Regions from separate parts of the Oryctolagus cuniculus genome. Here all the other regions are linked to region 1. The links are chromatin contacts, called in public Micro-C maps. All regions are on one chromosome and are shown on one strand. The core of a region is the stretch at or near the end of the contact, and the rest is flanking DNA. Distances in the headings are between cores, read along the strand shown. Region 1 holds the start of LOC100354871 (tripartite motif-containing protein 26). Region 2 holds the start of GABBR1 (gamma-aminobutyric acid type B receptor subunit 1). Region 3 holds the start of RPP21 (ribonuclease P/MRP subunit p21).

Region 1 (3,808 bases), core at 149-2,648:
GCCTCTGAGCACAAAGCAAGCTTAGGAGTCACTTGCATTCCCAGCATCCACTTCTGTTGCCCTTACTTGGACCCGAGAAGCTGCGTCAACCAGACATAGTGTTCTGGGCAAGGGAATAGCAAGGCTGAGGCCAGCATTCAGAAACGCCCACGCTGAGTTCATTCACTCAACATTCATTCATTGAGTGACAACCACGGCTAAGGAACACGGGTGATGTTTCAACTTCCATGCTGCTTAGGAGGATGGAAAATAAACATGCTCACAAAGGAATAAACAAGATGCTTTGAAAGCTGACAGCTGTATGCAGAAAGTAAATCAAAACACGACGGGGGGCCTGATGTAGACTGGGTGATGGAGGAAGGGCTGACAGGTCAGTTGAGCAGGTGCATGGCTGACAAGAAGGAGGCTCTGGGACCAGGGTGGCTCAAAGCTCCCCGAGGGAGTGGTGGCAGGCGGGAGTCAGAGAGCCTCCACAGGCTTTCCGGGGGCCCTTCGGGCACCTTCCGTGTCCCTCTAAGGGTGTGGGGAAGACAGCGGAGAAGTGTAAGCGGGGCAGGGGAGGAAGGCCCGGTGAACGAAGCGCCACGGCTGCAGTGTGACAGAACGGCCTGTAGGTGGGGCAAGCACCGGCGGAGAGCCGCTTAGCAGCACACACTTTCTTCCACCACAGCAACTACAGAACAGGTTCTAAAACGTGCCGAGGCCACCGTCAGGGCGGTGCCAGGCGGTGAGGGCGCCGGGGACGCGGAGCCTCCTGGAAACCGCCCTCCCACACACCACGGGCGCTCTGGCGCGGGAAGGCCCCCCAGGCTTTCGGAGCCTCGGCTTTCCTTTCTGTCAGATGGGGGCAATGCTTGCCTTCAGGCCATTTTGCCTCAGGCGCCTCATTCGTCACGGGCGCTTCAGAGGTGGTTAATTTTTGTAAACAGGCCCAAGAGACTATTCGCTGGCGAAGATGCTACCTTGTTCTGGAAGCAAATTGAGGCCGCTCTGGGGATGGGGGTGGGAGGATATTTAATATTAAGCACCTGGCGAAGGTTACGTGACCTCAAAATGCACTCCGACTCGGATCCAGCACTGGGTGGGGATCGCGAGAGTAGCTGGGGGTCTCGGGAGGAGGGGAGGGAATCTAGCACCCCAGAGTCCCAAGCAGGGGTCTCATTAGGCCTCCGAATCTGGCTCCCTCCAAGCCTGTAACGGCACCGGCCTTCCGCTTCAAACTCCGGCGGCGGCTCCGGCGCAGCCCCGCCCCGCCGGATTTCGGTTTCCTTTTCGCGAGTCCTGCCGCTCCACCCCCCCGCAACCGCCTGGGGATTTGCCCAGTGATCAGTGACGTAGGGGAGACCGAGGTGCCCATTGGCAGACGGAGTTCGGCAGCGACCAATCCCAGGGCCGCTCGGGAAAAATCTCGGTGGAAGGCCTCGAAGAGCCGGGAGATTACGGGGCGGGGACGAGCTGTCTCGCTCGGGGGCTCGTGGAGGAGCGGGACCCCGAACGTACCGGCGCGGGAGAGAGGCGACCCCAGCCCCGGATTCGCGACCCGGAGCTCGGGACTGGTGAGTGGCGGCCTCCGATGAGAACTGCCGCGAGGCGGCGGTCTGACCAGCGCGGCTCAGGGCCGGGCGGCCGCTGGGCCCCGGGGCGGAGCGGGGCCAGGCCGCCCGGCGGGCTGGGGCGCGGGCCGGACCCGCCGCCACCTCCCCGCCGGCCCAAGCCCTGCCGCTTCGCCCGCCCCTGCATCTGCGGGTCCCTCCCGGGCCTTTCTGCTTCCCAGGGCTCAGTGTGGGCGCGTATGCGTTCCAGTCCCCACAGCCAGAAGTCAGCGGGGCCCGGATGGCGGTCTGGTTGCTCGGAGCCGGGTAGAGACGCGGCCAATCCGGCTCCGTGGTCAGAGTCAGGTTTTCTTGCCTTTCCTTCCTTTTTCTGTTTCGTCAGAATAAACCGGTTTAGCCACATAGGCTTGAGAGCTGCGAATTCTCTCTCTGACCTTAGAAATAAGTGCATGAATTTAACTTTGTGGAGTAAGCGAGAGGCAGACACTTCCAAATAACCAGTAGGTTCCAGTGTCTGACACTGCAACCAGTCGTGTGTGTTTGAAGAGAGGGGAGAGTGACATTGGTTCAAGCATACCCGAACCTTCTGTTTAACTGCTGGCTTAAATCATAAACCCTAGCATATTTAACCCCCAAGTTTTAAAGAAATTACCTCTTAGAAAAAAATGGACATTTTTTATGGTCTTCAAATTGCAATTTTTAAAAATAGAGTATTTTATTAAACATTGACTTTATTTTTATAGCAGTTTTTGGATTTTAGGAAAATTGAAAAGACAGTACAGAGTTCCCATATAAAGTATCGACGACTCTTGCCCCTGTTAGCAGCATCTTGCATCAGTGTGGTGCATTTGTTGCAATTAATGGACCAATGACCATTATTACTGACCAGAGTCCTCAGTGAATTCGTATTTCCTTAGTTTTTTTTTTTTTTTTCTTAAAAAGCACTTTTTCTGTTTCGTGAGCCTGTCCAGGTTGCCACTTTATGTTCAGTTCTGCATCTCCTCATGTTCATTTTGGTTGTGGCAGTTTCTCAGACTTTGTTTTGATGACCTTGACAGTTTGATCATGTAGATTGTAGATGGAATTTGTCTGAATTTTTTTTCCCTAAGACTTTGCTTCATGAGGTGTAGAGGAGGAATACCACAGAGGCAGTTTGCCGTTTTCCCCAGGTCATATCAGGGGTACACACCATCAGCATGACTTAGGGCTTGATGTTGGACTTGGTCACCTGGATGCAAGAATGAAGGGTTCCCCCCTCTTGCATACTGTACTCTTAGAATGAAGCCACTGTGTGCAGCTCCCACCTTAGGAGTAGGAGCTGTGCTCTCCTCCTTGAGGGCTGTGTCCACATACATTATTAGGCATTATCCTGGTGGGAGATTGGTCTCCTTCTTCCGTGTTTATTAACTTATTCACTCATTTATATGAGTGTGGACTCATGGGTTATAATCCCATACTGCTTTATTTTGCTAGGCGAAATGTTGTCGATGAGTCCATTGGGGTTTTTTTCAGGTTGGCTCCTATGCTTATGCTAGCATGTGTTTTCCTAGAGCCTTTTTCTGTTGAAACACTTAACGATTGTACGACCTCACCTTGAACTTCAAACAGCCTGGTAAATTTGGCAAAACATTTTCTCCTTGTTAGTAGGCAAGGAAACTGAGGCCCAGGGGCAGTAGACGCCACTTCCTCCAAGGAGTAACAGGATGGACTCAGTTTAGCTGCCACCCCCCTCAGAAAAGAGCCTGTGGTTAGAATTGAGGTTTTGGGGAGTGACTGAGAGACACAGGCTCTCAGGATCTGAATGGAGATGACATGGAGGATGACTGGAAGCTGACTGTTGTTTTTGAAAAGAGAAGTTTGCTTTAGCTAACATCCAGGATGAATTAGAACTGCCAGCTTGGTTGAAATGGAATATTAATGTCCCCCCCCCCCCCCCCGCAAAAAAAAAAAGTTGTGTATGTAGAGAAAGGTTCAGGGAGATCTGGGTAACAGCATTTGTGGCCGGGGAAGGGAGTGTGGTGAAAGAGCGGAGAACGGAGGAGAATCAGAGGACATGCAGTAGTCAGGTTTTATTGCTTAAATCCTGAGAGGAGCTCCCTGGGAAGAAGAAGGATTATTTCACCTTTCAGCTTGGAGGCCTTGTAGTCCAGTGTCTAGCAAAGCCTGGCCATGGCAAAGTGGGTGGGGAGGAACTATCATATGGTGAGCCAGGAAGCAGAGAGAAGCTAGGCCCAACTTGGTCAAAAAGCAAACTC
Region 2 (4,098 bases), core at 384-2,883, 270 kb after region 1:
ACTTTCTTGCACTCACATTTCTTTGGTGGTGTTCTGCCTAGAGAACAGTTCACTTAGGGGAAGAGTGGTTGTCATTTTGAGTGGTCAGAAATCCTGTTTCACTCTCTTCTCTCTCTCATCTACTCATTTTCCAGGTCAGTGGTTCTCAACCACACACACCCACTGTGAAAGCTTGTGGGTCCTCTTTTTATTATTACAACAATGGAGTGAGGCACTACTGTCATTCATGAGCAGGGCAGGGGTATAGACATTGTTCAAAGTACAGCCTGCACAATGAAGGAATGTCCCTCATTCAGGTTCTCAGAAGTCCCCTAGGACATTGATGTAGGTGAAAACCTTGGTTAATTATTTGAGTCTAGAACTTAACACAGTTTTTTTTTTTTTTAATGGTCTAAATACATGATGAACTTTCTAGGAACGCAATTATGGTTTTCTGTAAATTAGGGGAAGATTTGCTTTGCTACCAAGAGTAGTTCGACATTTCATTGACTCACTTCAGTGATGGCCATGTGCTGGAGGGGGTTGAGTCACCAACTTAGCACCTGTATCAGCCTGTGCTGGTAGCAGTCTCATCACCGTGACTCTGTGCACAGGTGCAAACATCTGCCTACTACTCCATTATGACTTCTAGTGTAGCAAGATTTGAGCACTCATTCATTCACATATTGTTCGTGTTACTTTATTACAAGTAACCTTTATTTTCCTGGCAGGGACACATTTTGATCCTTTTTTTTTTTTCAAGTTATGTCATCTGTGAATTTCAATTCAGGTCACTACAAAGTGTTTATTATGAAAGAGGCATAAGACCTCGGTTGCAGGTAGTCTCACGTGCTTGGCGTCTTCCCCCTTTTTTTCCCAGGAGCTGTCAGAAAGCAGCCGCCCCTCCCCCTTCTCCCAGCTCCAAGTCAGGCCTGTGATGGACAGCACTGGCCTGGGCTGCAGACAATAGCCAAGGCGCTTCTGGAGCTGTCAAAAGGCCTGTACTTCCCTGACTATCTTCAGAGTTTCCACTCGGCCCTTAGCTAAGAAATATTGATTGTCAAGCTCTGCGGAAGTCTAGAACCTGGCTGCTCTTTTCTCTTGCGCGCTCCCCGCCCCCCTTTTCTTCTACCTTGATTTCTGTCCTGGATGCGCCCCCTCCCATCTTTGGCTTCCCATCCACTCTGCACCCCCTTCCCGCAGCAGGAGAGAGGCAATGCTGGCCCAAGGGGCCGCCCAGGTCTCCGGCTCTCCCTGTCGGCACCCGACGCTTCTCGCTCTTGGGTGGCTCAGGTGCACCGTCCCCCACCTCATTCCCCCTCCCCTTCTCGCCCAGGTTTCTGTCTCTCCCACCGCTCTCCGCGTAGCTCCCAGCCTCCGCCTCCATTGTCGCCCGGCTTCAGGGCCGCTTTCCCTCTGTGCAACCGTCTTTCTCCACCTTCATCCCAGACTCTGGCTCAGTGCCAGCTTCTCTCTGCCTTTTTGGCTCGGGGCTGCTAGCCGGTGCTCGGCCCCCGCCCGGGCGTACGTGCGCGCCGGGGTCGGTTCCCACCTCTCAGCCCTGCGCCTCTCCGCCGCCCGCCCCGCGCGCTGTGGGCGGTCCAGGGCGGGGCTGGGATCCGGGGCGGCTCCCGGGGCTGGGGTTGTGGGAGGCGCCCTCTCCCCGGTCTCCCCTCTCTTCCCCCCGCCCTGTCTTCCCCTGCACCCTCCTTCTTCCCTCCGCCCGAGAGCTTTCCCCGGTCCCCGGCGCCGCCTCCTTCCCTCCCGGCTCCCCGCTCCCGCGGCCGCCGCCGCCCCGGGGAAGGAGAGACGGGGGTGGGGTTCGGGGGAAGCGAGAGAGGAGGGGAGAGACCCTGGCCGGGCCGCAGCCCGGAACTGAGGGGAGGAAGGCTGGGAGGAAGGGAAAGGTGGAGGAGAGAGGAGGGGGGAGCGGGGAGGAGCGGCCGGGCCTGGGGCCTTGAGGCCCGGGGAGAGCCGGGGAGCTGGGCCGGCGCGCCGAGGTAAGAGCCAGGGTCCCGGGAGGCAGGGCTCGGAGAGGGGCGCGTGGGGGAGGGCGGGCCGGGGGCCGAGGGCGAGGAGGAACGGCGGGGATGGACTCGGGGAGCGGTGAGGCGGCCGGTCCCGGCAGCGTGGGTAAGCCGGGCTCCGCCGAGCTGCGGGGGCCGGGGAGAGGAGGTGGTGAGAGGTGGAGTCCCGGGAGGGTGGGGGGCCGAGGGAGGCAGGAGGAGGGTGGGGACAGGCGTTCTCTCCTCCTCTCCCCCCACCCCGCGCGGGGCTCCGCCCCCGCCTCCTCCGCGGGGCGCGCTCGCGGTCCCCGGGGCCGAGCGGGGTCGCAGCCTGCGAGGCCACCGCGGGGAGGCCAGGCCGCTCCCGGGTCCGGGCCGCGCCGGCGGGGCTCGGGCTGGTCCTCACGGCCGCCTCTCACTCAGATGCTGCCGTTGCTGCTGCTGCTGCTGCTGGCGCCTCTCTTCCTACGTCCCCCGGGCGCGGGCGGGGCGCAGACCCCCAACGCCACCTCCGAAGGTGCCCCCTTCTCCGGCGACCTCGGGCCCTCCTTCACCCAACTCCCGCTTTCCCCAGGCCTCTTCAATTCTGGAGCTTGTCACTGTCCCGTCAGCCCTACACGGCATCCCCGCCTGCCACCCCTTCTGCTCGGCCCCTTTTAGTACTCCCTACCTCCTTCCGGTCACCCCACCTTTCTATCCAGCACCCCTCCATCTGCCCAGGACTGCACGGCACCACCCGCCAGGAACCTGCACTATTTCCTCGACCCCACCTCCCTCTCCTGGCCCCAGGTTACCTCTGCTGGGTCCCACTTCACTGCTCAGATGGTCTTACAAGGTCCCCCACTCGTCATTCTAATTAACTCAAGGATCCCTTTAGCCTTTTTTGGGGGGCTAAGCTCCACCCACTCATCATACCCTTCACTATTTCCTAGTTACTTTTCTTCATCACCGTCCACTAGCATCGTCCCAGCCCGGCTCGTGGCGACTCCCCCCTCCCGCCCGGGGTTCTTTTCAGCCAGTCAGGCCTCCCCCTTTCCCCTGGCCCCCAGCCCGCCCAGCGGCCACGCCCTACTCTCCCTCCGCCTCCACCGCGGAGCCTCTTTTTCCTCTTTCCCACGATTCCTCTCTGTGTGCCTCCCCCACTCACCCTCAGGTTGCCAGATCATACACCCGCCCTGGGAAGGGGGCATAAGGTACCGGGGCCTGACTCGGGACCAGGTGAAGGCTATCAACTTCCTGCCTGTGGACTATGAGATTGAATATGTGTGCCGGGGGGAGCGCGAGGTGGTGGGGCCCAAGGTGCGCAAGTGCCTGGCCAACGGCTCCTGGACAGACATGGACACACCCAGCCGCTGTGGTGAGTAGCCTCGGGAAGCCCCTCCCCTGCTCAGGACCATTTGTTTTCATGACTCAAACTTAGCGTTACCACTTGCAAGTCAGCACTTTGTATCCGGGATAGCCAAATTCTCAAATACCTGAATGAATGGCAACCGCTGCTGTGTGCGATGGAGGTAGTAAAGCACTTCATTCCACCTCCCCTCGTGAGGCCACTGGGAACCGGATCAAGTAACTTTGACTATTCATCTTGTGAGTGATTCTTTTTAAGGATCATTAGTAGTGGGTTTTGCCAAAAAGTTGTAAAATGAGTTCACTGTGCTTTTGAATACCTCTGTCTCCAACTCGATGACTGTATGCCCAGGAAACAAAAGCCAGTTTTATACCCATTATAATAAAAAAAGCAGATTTGATTGTACATCCCATACCTGCATCTATACATTGCAAAGCTAGAGAACTGTCCATTGTGCTGACTTTTAAGAGATCCTATTTTATGGGCCTATAGCTCCATCTTGGGTTCCTAGGATGCAAGTGCTTTTCCTTTTCCTCTTGGAACCCTGTGGATGGAGCAGGTTTAGGGGAGGAGGGAAGGTAGAGCATGAATCCTTTTCACATCTGACTTTCTGTAGAGCAGGAAGCTGTGGACCCAAGCCCAAACTTGAGACCCCTGCTATCTCCAACTGGCTGTTCTATTTTCCTCTCTCCACAGTCCGAATCTGCTCCAAGTCTTACTTGGCCCTGGAAAATGGGAAGGTTTTCCTGACGGGTGGGGACCTCC
Region 3 (3,851 bases), core at 723-3,222, 300 kb before region 1:
GACACTGGCCCCAAGGGCCAGACGTAAGCCATGAGCCCAGAGCTTCTTTCAAGTCTCCCACGTGGGTGCCCATGTACAGGGCCCACGTGCTTGTACTTCTGCTGCTTTCCCAGGGACATTAGCAAGGACCTAGATTGGAAGTGGAGCAGCTGGGTCTCGAACCAGTGCCCATACAGGATGCTGGCATAGCAGGTGGAGGCTTAACCTTGTATGCCACAAGACCAGCCTTGCCTTTACTATTTTTAGGAGGAATTCCACCCCTACCTCCACTTTATATGCAAATATGATGGTGTGAGGCCCCAGCACAGCTTTATCCATTTCTTAGAAATCTTTAAAGTCCAAATTAAAAAAAAAAAAAAGAATTAAAAATTGTATTTGAGGGGCTGGTGCTATGGCATAGCAGGTAAAGCTGCCACTTGCAGTGCTGGCATCCCATATGGGCACCAGTTGGAGCCCCAGCTGTGCCATTTCCGATCCAGCTCTCTGCTATGCCCTGGGAAAGCAGTAGAAGATGGCCCAAGGCCTTAGGCCCCTACACCTGTGTGGGAGACCCGGAAGAAGCTCCTGGCTTTGGATCAGCGCAGTTCCAGCCATTTGGAGAGTGAACCAGCAGATGGAAGACCTCACTCTCTCTTTCTCTCTCTGCCTCAGCCTCTCTGTAACTATGCCTCTCAAATAAATAAATAAATCTTAAATTTTTTTTTTTATTTGAAAAGCAGTTAGAGAGAGAGAAAGGGAGAGAGATATATTTTCTATCTATTTTCTATCTGCTGGTTCACTCCCCAACAGTCCTCGGAGTCTCCCACGTGGGTGCAGGGGCCCAAGCACCTGGGCCATCCTCCACTGCTTTCTCAGGCACATCAGCAGGGAGCCGGAGAGGAAGTGGAGCACCGGGGACTCCCCTGGGTCCATATGGATGCTGGCGTATGCTAGCGGCACAGGCCGGGGCTTTACCTGCTATGCCACAGTGTGGACCACCACACTGTAAACTTCTAACAAGAGTCTTGCCCTGGCCTGTTTCCCTCTTCAGCCCTGTCTTGTCCTGCTACCTCAAGCTCCAGCTTCCTGTACTTCTACAGCACCACCAACTCCCTCATCATGGAATCCTCCCCCGTGCCTAGAGCGCCCATCTCGCTCCCTTTGTTGAGCCTCTCCATCACTGGCATTTTCTACACTGCCCTAACTGCTAGGATCTTTAATCCATCAGGCTGTAATTTCAGAGACAACTTCCTGGGTTGTGGCAGTGGAACGGTGTCCTACGCGACACCCAATGCCACCCGTTATTATGCACAGGTGGGGCTGCCTCTTACGGCAACATCATGTGTCTGCCGCACAGGTGGGGCCTAAAAACGAACTCCAAACCCTAGTTTGTTCTAGTGCAGTCGGCAACTTAACTCAGAGCTGGAGACTGCTCCTCAGCCCGACCCCCGCCTAGAGGCGCCCCCACCCCACCCCCACCCCCGCCCCCAAGCCCACAATCCTGCAGGACCACTCACGTCTCTGGCGCTGGGTGCAGGTGAGGCCCGGGATGAGCGGGGAAGAGCAGCCACGGCAGAGGGTCCTCTTCACCGAGGGGTCCCTGGGGGCAGAGGCAAAGGTGGTCCGGCCGCCCGCTCCACGGCCCGCGTCCCCCCGCCGCCAGCTGCGCGCCCGTCTCACCGACGCAGGACGAGCCGCTTGGCGATGGTCCGCTCAGTGTGGCAGTAGAATCTGGCCAGCGCCTGGTTCTCGGGGTCCTGCGCAAGGACGCAGTGGGCGGCCTGGGCGGCCGGGGCGGGGTCACCTCGGCGCCGAACGCACGAGGTCCGCGTCCCTCCGCACGCCCTGGCCGGGACTCACCTGGTAGAGGAAGTTGAGCCTCAGGAAGGCCTCGCGGTCCTTGACCGGGCCCGCCATGGGCGCAGTGCCGGCCCTCGTAGGACCGCCTCCAGCCCCGCCCACGGCGCCGCGCGAGGCCTGCTGGGAAGTGTAGTCCCACGGGGCCCGCGCCCCGGCTGGCCGCCCCAGCACCCTGAGTGGGCAAGCCCAAGCCCTGCCTTCCAACCCTTGAGTCCGTTCTGGAGTTTGGGAGTCCTTCCAGACTTCCGCAAGCCCACGGTTCGGCTATCGGAGTGGGAGAGGATCTTAAAAAGTGCTACACATTTTCACGAGAGAGGACCGGTGTCTAAGACAGACAGCCGGGTATACCCAGCTAGACCTGCGCACCAGTCTCCTAAGCCGAAGGCAGACACCTAGATCTGGTGGGACAGAGGCTACATGTCCACACAGCCATAGGGGCCCACGAGCTTTGTGAAGAGGGTGAGGATCGCGAAAACACAACTTACTCTCTTTTCCACCCACCCGGGAAACACACTGTGCTTGTTACACGGTGCTGTTAACACACCAGGTGAGCCCCACTTGTGCCAACAGTTTCCAACCCCTGGCGTATAGCGCGGAAACCTGTCAGCAGCAGCCCCACCCCAGCCCACACCCTGACCTTTCTCTCCCTCCAGTTTCTTCTGTCTGCCATCCCGTTCACCTGATTCTTCACCTGATTCTCGGTGGCCGCCAGCTGCACAACGCAAACATGAGGTGGGCAGGATGTGCATGAGCGGCTAGCACAGGTCAGGAGAGGGTGAGCCGCCTCTCTCCTTTAGGGGCCCCTGCCACCAGGCGACAGAGGACCAGGCCTCCTGCTCAGGGGAAGGAAAGTGGCTGACACTTGGGATGTCTTGCAGGGGTCCTCAGACTCAGGTGAGTTTAATGCCGATGCCTAGGCCCGCACAGGCCCTGACCGAACAAAGAGAGGGGGAGGCCCAGGAGCATGCGTTTTGAACACCCATCAACACAAAGCCATTGCCAAATTACCACACAACACAGAGGTCACTTCAGTGGATCCTTTGTTCCATATAATTTTTACCAACCAGAGTTATCCTGCCACAAAGAACCACAGTCAAGGCACAAAGGTAAGAGGAGGAGAGTGGACACAGTCCTGCTGAGGTGGTAGAACTGAAATGCCCTCGATAAACTGCAGTTTCTTGTCCTGGTCTTCTGTGGAGATTGACCCAAGCAGCAGATAATCCAAGACGTTGTGTTTTGGTTTGGCATGCATTGCTTTCCTTGTTTTTTTTGTTTCTTTATTTGGATCACTTATGTACCCTACTGGTTGTTTGTTTTGGCCTAACATTAAGATGATTTACATTCTCTGAAAAGGGGAATGGCAAAGGGTGAACGATGGCAACAGACAAGCCAAAGCCTGCCTTGTGTGAACAGCAATACCAGGCCAGACGCACACAGGCCCAAGGAAGTTGCTATCTGGCCTTTTCTTACACACACCGCCCGCTTCTCACCTGTCCTCAGGGTGAGAAAGACTCCATTTAACTTTCTTCCTTTCTGGCTTGGACACTGCCAGCTAACAAGGCTGACAACTTGGGAGCAGCCACTTAGGAACATTCTTTAAGGCCAGAGCTTTGGACAGAGTTACCTCCCTCTGACACCCAACTCTTGCCTCTCCCTGTCCCCTTGGGAGAACAGTGAGAGGGTAGGCGTGTCTCACAGGCTCTCTCCCAACTCGCCTCTGGAGAGGAGTGAGGGCAGTGACTTCTTGGAGACAACCCACCACGAGCAAGCCAGCAGTAAGCCAGCTCTGCGGATGGCTGAGGCGGAAACCTGGGTTCTCCTGTCTTCTCACCTCCTCCTTTTTCCTATACGACTTCTGGCCATTCCTCATCACAATGGCAACCCTAACCTGGGAACAGAAGACTGATCGAATCTCCTTCCCTTTCATTAGTCTCTAGGACTTTTTAGTTTCCTTCCTTGACCTTCCTTCTATATCCTTCTTGATCCCAGACTCTGCTCTTAAAAAACAAAAC

Evidence for each region. A called contact is a pair of places that touch in the nucleus more often than the background predicts.
Region 2: a contact with region 1 is called in a Micro-C map of ear pinna, with 4 times the contacts expected there. The contact joins the promoter of GABBR1 here to the promoter of LOC100354871 in region 1. A contact is called at or near these places in 2 of 6 Hi-C or Micro-C datasets (ear pinna and an unstated tissue).
Region 3: a Micro-C map of ear pinna shows a contact between it and region 1, with 3 times the contacts expected there. The contact joins the promoter of RPP21 here to the promoter of LOC100354871 in region 1. A contact is called at or near these places in 2 of 6 Hi-C or Micro-C datasets (ear pinna and an unstated tissue).

What each region holds. Positions count from the first base shown.
Region 1 is chr5:140,249,722-140,253,529 of mOryCun1.1, forward strand. It overlaps LOC100354871 (tripartite motif-containing protein 26), which reads left to right and starts at 1,399. Exons shown (of 8, transcript XM_002714345.5): 1 at 1,399-1,556.
Region 2 is chr5:140,519,989-140,524,086 of mOryCun1.1, forward strand. It overlaps GABBR1 (gamma-aminobutyric acid type B receptor subunit 1), which reads left to right and starts at 1,634. Exons shown (of 23, transcript XM_008262637.4): 1 at 1,634-1,979; 2 at 2,409-2,502; 3 at 3,139-3,342; 4 at 4,030-4,098. The coding sequence starts at 2,409.
Region 3 is chr5:139,948,955-139,952,805 of mOryCun1.1, forward strand. RPP21 (ribonuclease P/MRP subunit p21) reads right to left here and starts at 1,973. Exons shown (of 5, transcript XM_002714349.5): 1 at 1,840-1,973; 2 at 1,660-1,760; 3 at 1,497-1,579. The coding sequence starts at 1,896. TRIM39 (tripartite motif containing 39) reads right to left here. Exons shown (of 7, transcript XM_051855775.2): 7 at 2,863-3,851.